Linked DNA regions of Gasterosteus aculeatus: region 2 is linked to region 1. The links are chromatin contacts, called in public Hi-C maps. All regions are on one chromosome and are shown on one strand. The core of a region is the stretch at or near the end of the contact, and the rest is flanking DNA. Distances in the headings are between cores, read along the strand shown. Region 1 holds the start of nucks1a (nuclear casein kinase and cyclin-dependent kinase substrate 1a). Region 2 holds the start of p3h1 (prolyl 3-hydroxylase 1).

Region 1 (5,023 bases), core at 48-2,547:
TTTTTAAAACGCCACCAATGAGATTACAAAATCTCGCGAGATTTCAAGGCGAGAGCATAAAAATGACTCCGATTTCAAGTTAAAGGCCGTATATCATTTGTATTAAAAGGGGCTGTGAATACTTCACGCGTTGTAACGACGCGTGGCGGGTGGTTGAATTAGTTCTGCGCCTTCCTCTGACACCAACCAGCGGCGATTATTTAACGGCGGGAGTGAAAACGCAAGAGCCGCTACGCGACATTCTCACTGACCAACACGCCTTCTCGCGTCGAGCCGACCAAAATGCCCTTAATGTGCAATAGGTAGACTACCGACTAACCGAGTCTGCGCGGCAACCGGATCAAATCCCGAGGCCGGACGCCGCCTCCTCCGGCGCTTTTCTTTCTCGACATTCGCCGTTGGTGAGTGGAGGGGGTGGGGGGGGGTGTTGGCGTTTTTTTTGGAGCCTCCCCTGGATGAATGGGGTCGCCATATTCTTATTCTCAAGCCAGAGAGGGAAAAATAGTACCAGGGCCTGGCGTGAGAGTCGTAAAACGTTAGCTGGTTAAAATCACACCGCCTGTTCCCCCCCCCCCCGTTCGGCCTACATAGCGGCCAACAAAGCACACCATGGATTCTTAAAAAATAAAAAATAAATAAAATAATAAAAAAGGCAAGGGAGACACGACACGGCGCGTTTCTCAACGAGACATGGCGAACCATCCACGCCGCCGGGCTCCATGTTGCACGCGAGCAGCGAGCCGCACGCGCGCACAAATTCCCATTATTTTTTCATGAAACAAACACATTCGCAGCTCATTCAAATCCACGCAGCATGGACGAGGCGTGCGCGCTATCGGCGGAGCCTGGCAGCGCGGTGTCCGTAACTAGCGTTACGCAGAGCGGAGGACATATTTGGCACACCTACCTCACTGGTCTTGACATTTTGCAGGAATACTGTAGAGGTTAGGGATGTAAGAAAGAAGAGGGAGGGGGGGGAGGAGAAGCAGCAGCAGCACAGGCAAAGAATGTATATATCGGTTCCCGCTCTGCAAAACACCGACGGGAGCGAGCTTGGCGCACAACTCCGCCGTCCGAGCTAGCGCGTGAAAATAAAAGTACGGAGGCGTCTCGTCCGCCAAACGCAAATCTTCTTTAAAAAATTTTTTTTTTACCCTCAGCTACTCAAAATGGTGAATAAAACAAACTGAAACTGCAGCCCGTGTGCAACCAAACCTCGTGGCCTCGAGGGGTGGGTTCCTCGAGGACAAGCCCCGCCCCGCCCCCCCGTGCACCGCGGTGCTCCGCTCCTCCCATTGGCCGGTTTGAACGACGACCGTGCTTTGCATTGGCTACTTTGGCTGCACGTCAGAACGATGTTAGCATTTTGTTTCCCCGCCTCCGTTACAGCAGGCTCGGTTGATGCCTCACTGTTAAGAAAACAAAAAGAGGCCCTCCGGTTGGATGCAAACATGTATTCCTGTGGCTCCCCAAAGACCACAAAGCAACATTAATTAATTACAGCTTTGTGCACAGTCATCCTATGTATGAAATTATCATAAATGTTTCAGTAATCAGGTTGACTGTGGTTTTGCTGCTACTTAGGCTAACCCTGATCTGCCCACCTGGCAGCACGCTGCAACATGAGATGCAGGTAGAATACCGATGCATAGCACTACAAGCTGTAAAGTCTACAAATGACATACCTCATATTGCTGATAAGAGTTCATGCAATCAAGTGGGCTTCACAAACTCATCGTGCGTTCAATGCTGTTAGGGTAGAACAGAGAAGTTTTTGAACATGATAATTCATGTACAGCACTGTAAACCTGGTTCTTCAAATCGTGACCACATGGATTTGTCGGCACACAGTCTATGGCGAACGTCTTTTAAAATATTCACATCTGAACAAAGCAGCATGCTGCTGTTTTGTCACAGATTAATCTCTGATGAAAATTTCAAAAAGGACTTGCAACTCGATTTACCTGCAGTCTTTTTACTTGAAAATGCTGGATAACTTTCCCCCCTGAAACTTTGTCTCTATCAAATGTGTCAAAAGTGTGCCGTGCACAAATTGCAAATTTTCAAATTCATTACTTTCCCTTCCTTTCTCGAATCAACAAACACTGTTGATCACAAGTCAATGCTTGATTGCTCAGATCTTTTTAAAACTTTTTATTTATTTTGCATTTTCAACACAACAATGATCGACATTCAAATAAACATAATAAATAATCCAAACAGTAATTTTAGTATCAATAGTTTGGTTTTCTTGTAGCGAGTATAAATGCTAACCTTTACATAGGTGCATATGTACACCGACAAATTCTAATAAACGCGCGTTCAATCTACGTGTGCACAACCATCCACGTCAACGGACTCTGTGGGTTATGGTTGGTGGTTTTGCATTCCTTCAGTTCATACTATCATTTTCCTAGCAATCATTAAAAGAGCACGTACCTCAGACTGTTGTCTCATAAGTCTTCCGGAAAAGAGACCGCTCCACTTCAATTCTAAAATTGATTTCTGCTTTGATACTTTTCCAAAACCCTTTTCTCCAACCTAATGAAGCCGATGGATCCTTCACATATGAAGAGATAATAAGAGGTCAATTGAAATATATGGATTTTATTTTCCAGTCAAATTCTTTCCACAATTTGATATTGATTCCTTTATGACATTTGTTGCACAAATCTCTTTTAGCTTCAATTAAAACATTTTATTCCAATTCCCACTTTTCCTTGATCTTCCTTGTATTTTGTGAAGTGTCAGCTATTTTTTAGTAATCAAACAGTATTGAATTAAATCAGTTTTTTTTTCTGACTGTCTTTATGGTTTGTAATAGTGTCTCATTTGAAGATACGTACACACGTCATTTGATGGAAGTTTATACTGTATATCTCCTGCAGCTGGGAGAAGGATTTCAGTTCTGTTTTGTTGATAATTGATTGATCCTCTTAAAACCTTAATCCCATTTTAAGCCCATCTTCTAAATCCACTATCCCACACAGAGGGAGGGGATTCTATGTTCACTATAAGTGGCATATGAGTTTGGTGCTTCAAAAGTTATTCATTATTGTCAAAATCGTCAGTGTGTTTTATCCATTTGTTTTCATTCATTTTCATTATATTAAAGGACTTTACCTGAATAAAGAGCAGAGGGATATACCCTTAGCTGTGCTTTGTTCTACCGTGGTCCATCCGGTCTCCTGGTTGTTTCCAATCCATGCCACCATGTCTACTAGTTGTGCAGCCCTTTAATACAGTTTAATTTATTACACATGTAGAAGATACAAGCGGCAGTGTGTCAGGTCATTTTTTGTTTGGTTGACTAACTTGGCCTGGTCTGTAATTGGCAGGAAACATCTGTGTTACAGGGTTAGCTGTAATATTAATTCCCACATTTATAAATCCTTGTTTAGTCCAGTGAAAGGAAACCGCCTCATTTAATTGTGTGAGCCAAATCTCTGATACCATCATCGCCTCTGGATTGTTTTCATTCATTTTATACCCTGATAATGAGCCGTATTTGTGCGGACACCGCATTCCTTCAGGAATGGAGAGAAGTGGGGTCCTCATAAAAAAAATGTCGGCAAAATATTTCATGGTCTGATCGACCTTCATCCACTAACCCTTGACCGTGTATATTTTGCCGCGTAGCTTCTGCTCGGGGCTCGATGCTCGGCACAGGGAGGGTGACAGTGCATCCCCCTCTAGATATTGTGACCGTTCACTCTGGCCTTTGATCTCGAAGCGAGATGATCCGTGTAACAAATTCTTCTCTGAGGCCCATCTCTACCGATGTTTGTGCCAGGAACGACCAGCCACCTCTGTCAAATGCATCCACGCCGAGGAGCGCTGAAGGTTGTCTGTCTCCTAACGCTATCGATTGTAAATTTAGGGGCCTTCTTACGTTGCTTGTTCCTTTTAATATATTTTCGGGGTTCTGGTAGCCAGGATGGAGGTCAGGATTTTATAGTCCACGCATAGGAGGCTTATTGGACGATAGCCGGCGCACTGTGTGGGACCTTGTCCTTCTTCATAACCGTAATAACCCAGAGTTTCTGCTTTTGACTAAATGAGAGAATCAATTAAAAAATGTCAGTTACGGCTTCATTGTTGCTGCCAAAACAAAGTTTAGTATTTCAATTTCAAATCAATCAGTTCCAGCCGTAGCAGTCTGGAGGTAATCACCTGGAGGCTCCGGGTGGAAGTAACCTTTGAGTCTCCGGCTGCTCGAGGTGCAGGAGTGTGAGCGAGGTTCTGCTGTCATATTGTGGGCTGCGTGCACATTGCTATGTTGGGAATAGGCATGTGTGTGTTTTCATGTCGAGGCAGGCTGCAGAATCCTCATCGCAAAATGAGAACTTGCTGAAATACATTTTTTTTTTCAGGGGGACGCTGATGAACTGTAAAAAAAAAAATACCCCGCACCCTCTCTTTTTCTCTCTTGCTTCAGCCGCCTCAGACGTGCTTCCTGTGCCTGTGTTCGGGGATGATGCCGGAGTGGGGGAGCAGGTGTGTTGCCACGGTAACCGGGGAAGGGACTCTCGCCTCTCTCTTCGTGGCTTCACAGTTGCCTCGCGATCATCCTTCAGTCCGACATGCTGCATACTCCAGCCTGCAACAAAAGAGACGTCCTTGCACCTCCAGAGACATGCTGATGGCACACCTGTGGGCCTAATGACTAATTCAGCGTGTCCAGCAGGTAGGGAATGCATGTAGCAAAAAGTATACAGTGTCCATGCATCGAGTCCAAGGATAAAAGTCTTATTCACCTACAATCCCCTTAATTTAATATCTAACTCAGGTAAACGCTTTCTCTATGCTTCTTATTAAATGCCTCGCTGCAAACACGTGCCACCTCATTTCCTCAGCTGTGTAGCATCGCCACCTTGTGGCTTGAATGTTAAACTGCAATGCATCTTGGAGAACGGCCTGCAAGTACAACCTAAAGTAGCCCCAACAGAAAAGTCGGGAGTTTCAGCCGCAGTGGACCAACGGAGAGGCTCACGTTTGAGTAGGTTTTTGTTTTCATGACGTT
Region 2 (5,044 bases), core at 2,234-4,733, 180 kb after region 1:
GGGACAGACAGAGTGAGGAGGCCTCCCGCCGAGAGACGCTCGCGCGGCTCCGCTTACGGGGGAAGCGCGGCCATCGAGTGGCCGCCTACACGTGAGCGCGACGCAAAAATCGTGTCGGAGCATTGCCGCTTTGTCGACGGGGAGCCTGCGTCGACTCGCTCCCGGGACGTTGGACGAGGGGCCGCCCGCGTACTCACTGTTGTAGTAGGAGAACTGCAGGTAGTTGAAGTGCGCGGGCAGGAAGTCCTCGAAGGGCTCGTCTTTGCCCGCCGTTGAGGCCAACTCCACCGCGCAGTGCTGCTTGCAGCTCAGCACCTGCATGTAGTGGTCTGACGGAAGGGGCGGCGGTCAGCCGATTCTATTTGGACACCCCCCTAAGCCCCCCCCCCCCCCCCTCTCCAGAGGACGCACGGGCCTCACCTGTCATGGTCTGGAAGAGGTCGGCGCTGTACTCCATGTAGTTGTAGCCGTCGTAGTTGTAGGAGCCCTCGCACAGCGCCCTGCACTCCTTGTCGGCAGCGAAGTACTCGTCCAGCGCCGCCTCGAAGTGGCCCGCGGCCAGGCCGAAGGAGTCGTCGCTGTAGTAGCTCTTCCCCAGCAGGAACTCCGCCTGAGGAGAGACAGAGCGTCGCCATGACAGAGCGGGACGGTCGCGCCGAATCACAAGTGCTACGACCTGTAAAATGTAATAGTGCGGTAACAACAGAGTGGACGCGAGGTCTTTTGTTTTGGGGTCAGAATCCGACCGGCGCCAACTAGGTTTTAACCTAAAGGGATTTTACTTGTGTCCATTGGTGCCAAGAAAAGAAACACATTATTCAAACGAATTAAATATAACACGGCATGTCAGGAATGTGCATTGCATTGTTTGTCTTAACGTCTATTTTGCCTTGTGCCTCTGGGCCAGTGCATTGTACAGAATGGACTAACGCCATAATTCCGCAAATGTCCTCAACCACAAAGCGCTGGAAGGCGGCGGGCCGCCTCCCTCTGATGAGCGGCCAGAAGAGGCGTCGGCTCTCACCATGTGCGGCTTGGCCTCCAGATCTCTGAAGTCCTCCGGCTCCACCCCGGCCATCATCTTGTAGTAGTCCAGGTTCTGTTTCATCTCCATGTGATCCGGGTTGGCCAGGAAGAACGTGTGGGCCGCTGCTACTGCCTTGTCCATCTTGTTGATCTGGGAGGAAAAAAAAAGAAAATAGAGCACATTCGCAGTCAGCTGCTTACCTTTGATTAAAGGAGCTGTTCAACAAAACCATTTACCGCAGTTCATGAAGCCCTTCGTGATACAGGGATTAGGATACAATGTATTGGGATACTGTCTGCAATGTGATATATGTTGTATTTTTTAAATAAATCAAATTTTTTAAACACACAAACCCATGATATTGAGCAGCCGTGTGTTTGAACGCAACACAAAATGAAACAATCTTATCCATGGAACTATTAATTTTAAAACCAACAGTGATGATTTGAGAATAAACACGGCCTCACAAGACATAGTAACGCGATACACAACAGTATCGATATGTGTTTACACCCCTTCTAAGAATCATCCTTCAAATTCACGGTTTATTTTTATTCTCACACATATCTCAGTGATAGTTTTTAATTCTGCAACAGGCTTTTAAAGTTTGGTGCTGCGTTCAAGTTCCGTCTGAGGGTCGTATTTTTTTGCTAAAACTCAATCCAAGAAAACTGCTAATGTGAAAAAAAAAATAACATCCTCGCGCATCCCATCGCTTCCCACGGAGTCCGTCCCACTTGGACGCTACAAGTACTCCAGAACTCCTGCGCTTCGTGTCGGGGAAAGAGTGAGTGTGTACGTAGCATTTGAAGGCCACACGTTGGGCCTCTTCACTGCTGGATCCCTGAACGTCTGCACGCGAAGCCTCCACAGAAGCGGACTCCACCTTAAAGACGTGGCACGCTTTGCGATGGTTTCGGGGGAGTTTTTTTTTTTTTTGGTAGTGTCCAACTGGGTTTTGTTTATAACCTGCGACCGGTGACGCGTTTTCACAAGGACAACGTTAATTGGAGTTAACTTTAACTTTTCCGACATGCGTGACTCGATTACCTTAAAATATGCCACTTGCAGGTAATTGTACGGGGTCCTCTTCTTGAACTCCAGCTCCACTTCTGCGGTGACCCAGTGCACCGTCGGGGTGCCCAGTTTCTCCGCCTCGCACGAGTTCACGCAGTCGGCCCGCTTGAGGATCTTCTGGAAGAAGCCCAGGTCCTCCACGGAGCCGGCGCCCGGCACGGCGGCTCCCGGGCCGGACGAGGGACCCCCGAAGGCGGTCTGGTTGGCGCAGCCCAGCCGGCACTGAGCCTTGACGCTGCGGACCGTGGCTTTGTTCCGCAGCGCCTTCTCCATGTTCAGGATCACCGTCAGCCAGTCCCCCTTGTAGTAGGCTTCCACCGCCGTGTCGAAGAGGGAGTCGAAGGGCTCCAGAGGGTGCGAGGCGCACGCGGCGAGGGAGAGGCAGCAAAGCAGCAGCGCGTAGCGGGACTCCATGATGCTGAAAACCCGCCGGGGCTCCGCAGCCCGATCCAGGAGGTTAGACGCCGGTGGGAGGCGGAGAGGTGTCCACTGGTCGGGGAGGCGGGGTTCTGGCACACTCGAGCCCCCCCTCCCCCGGAAGACCCCGGTCGTTGTAATAATGTAATAAAGCTTGACTTAAATGTGTACTTCTCATTTACAGTAGAACTGTGTAAAATAATCACATCAACCGGACAAAAAAACCCCCCACTAAAAATCGAAGCAATATCATATCATCGTCAACAAGGACCACGCTTCTAAATGTAATTACACATAAAACTCAAACTAGGAGCAATAAATGGGATTTTTATTTTGCTTTTTTAAGAAACTCGAGTGTCCACAGTGATCAGCTGCATAGAAACCGGAAAATATGACTTTAACAACCTGATGGTGCGACTTTTTGGCAAAGTTATCAAAAACAGCCAAAAAAGGGAAAAGAGCACATTTGGCATCATATGAACAATATGTTCATGTCATACGTTTTTTCTCAGTATGTATTGGATTTCTGCGTAGGAAGAAGCCTATCGTATTATAAAGACAAGCACAAATGACTAAAGCCACTACTTTTAGAAGAATATGTAACCATTGACATGTAAAAAAAAGACCTGCTCGCAAGTGTATTTTTAATTTTATTTGATACTATGTTATAAATAGTTACTTGGTGAAATAATACTACACATTTTGATGAAAATATATGTCCCACATTTTGTTGTTACAGGAAACCTGCAAATGCAATACATATAAATATTTATGCACAAACCAGTAGTGGTGAATAGTTAATGCTCTCTCATCTGCTTACGTATATCACATTATGTTACGAAATTAGTACTTTTACTATTAAAGTACATTTATTCGCAAATATTTAACTATTATTTGAGTTAAGTATGCAGGACGTTTTCCTGATGTGCTTTGTGATAATACCTTAGTTATCCCAAAAAAAAGAATAAATATAAAATGGGAAATACTTCTAGCCCATCGTGAAAAAAACCCAACTTGTGTAAGTGTGAGCGCAATGCATCATGGGGGAAACCATGGAAGGAAATGGCAAGAAACCTAAAGCCAAGACTGTTGTCAATGTAATGCGCCTCTGCGTTTATCCCGCGCCTCTGTGGTTTAATGCAGTGTTCAGCTGCGGATGGAATAAACGTGTGCCAACAGCTTTTATGGAGGGAAATCGCAACTCTGCTTTTTTGATTTCTCAACAGTGACACATCTTCTCCGTTTTAAATGTTCTGTTGCGGGGATGTTTTTATGCGCCCGAAAACTCACACGAGTAATCATGTGAATATACTATTGAATATACTTGTTAAAATTGTCCCATTGTAATTCATTTGCAAAGGAATGTTTCACGTTGCAAACATACATTTATCACGTTAAAAAAATATCCAACAAAGCTTTTTATTTATTATTTCCTTACAGGCACATATTAGGTCTACCATCAGTTCAAAATGGGACGGAGATTTAGGACCCCGTCGAACCTCAGGTAGGTATTCACTATTCAGCCTGTTAGGAAACCAGCAGTCGGAGCTTTAAATATCCTCTGTGACAGGCGTTTGTCGTGAAAAGGTAAAGAAGAAGATGGAAAGGACGGTCAGCCTCCCGAATCAGCCCGACAGAACCACCACGGGTAAGAGAAGCGTGTCCCGTCCGAGCCGTTATACGTGTCTACGCTGTCAAACCGTCCCTGCGGTCTCAAAATCACCTCGCAAGGTGTCTCGCAGAGCTGCCCGTCGCTGTGAATGGGATTACACTCCCTCAGATGAACCAGCTCCACTTCCCGCACTCCTCTTATTCATAATGGGTTCAGAAGTGGTCGTAGGAGCAGCTGTCGTGGTCGTGCAGTAAGTCACACCATGCGTTATACAATGGTGACGTAACTGTACTCGTGCGTGTGTGTTTCTCCTTTGACAGTGACGCTGGTTGAGAGCAGCAGCGCCCCCAGCGGGGTGGAACTGGTCAGCTCCTACCAGACCACCAGGGTGGGAGACCCCATGGACCTGGTGGCCTTGGCCACGCAAGTACAGCGGGTACGGACTGACACTTACGAGGATTCTTTCCAAGCTCTCCGCTTCTACACGACCATGACTGGATTCTTTTTTTTTTATTTAGGGGGACGATTTCACTAAAGCCAACGCTTGCAACAAACTGACGGTCATCGCCGACCAGATCAGGTACCTGCAGGAACAGGCGAGGAAGGTGAGCGGTGAAAACTCTTAATACATGCAGCTATTTTCTTAACATAGATGAGTTTAAACAACCCAACATGGATTCTTGTGGAGTGGGATCTATTCAACAAAACCAAAGTGGTCATGTGATCATAACGCCAATGTTCACACCTGACGAGATTCCCTCCTGATAATAATGCACATTTTGACAGGAGAGCGGATGAAGACTATCTCTCTGATTACATCTGGTGTAACGTGGCCCTATGACACGAACACCGCATTTAACGCGACACATTGTGACAAAAACAGGCTTTGGGTCCAGCGTTCATATTTCTTC

What was found. Hi-C and Micro-C count contacts between places; a contact is called where the count stands out from the background.
Region 2: a Hi-C map of skeletal muscle shows a contact between it and region 1, with 2.8 times the contacts expected there. The contact joins the promoter of p3h1 here to the promoter of nucks1a in region 1. A contact is called at or near these places in 2 of 6 Hi-C or Micro-C datasets (both in skeletal muscle).

Annotation. Positions count from the first base shown.
Region 1 is chr17:18,555,882-18,560,904 of fGasAcu3.hap1.1, forward strand. nucks1a (nuclear casein kinase and cyclin-dependent kinase substrate 1a) reads right to left here and starts at 1,298. Exons shown (of 8, transcript XM_040204020.2): 1 at 908-1,298. The coding sequence starts at 924.
Region 2 is chr17:18,730,240-18,735,283 of fGasAcu3.hap1.1, forward strand. It overlaps p3h1 (prolyl 3-hydroxylase 1), which reads right to left and starts at 3,484. Exons shown (of 15, transcript XM_040203681.2): 1 at 2,078-3,484; 2 at 1,025-1,177; 3 at 421-610; 4 at 198-329. The coding sequence starts at 2,518. c17h1orf50 (chromosome 17 C1orf50 homolog) reads left to right here and starts at 3,963. Exons shown (of 5, transcript XM_040203679.2): 1 at 3,963-4,169; 2 at 4,454-4,569; 3 at 4,652-4,738. The coding sequence starts at 4,121.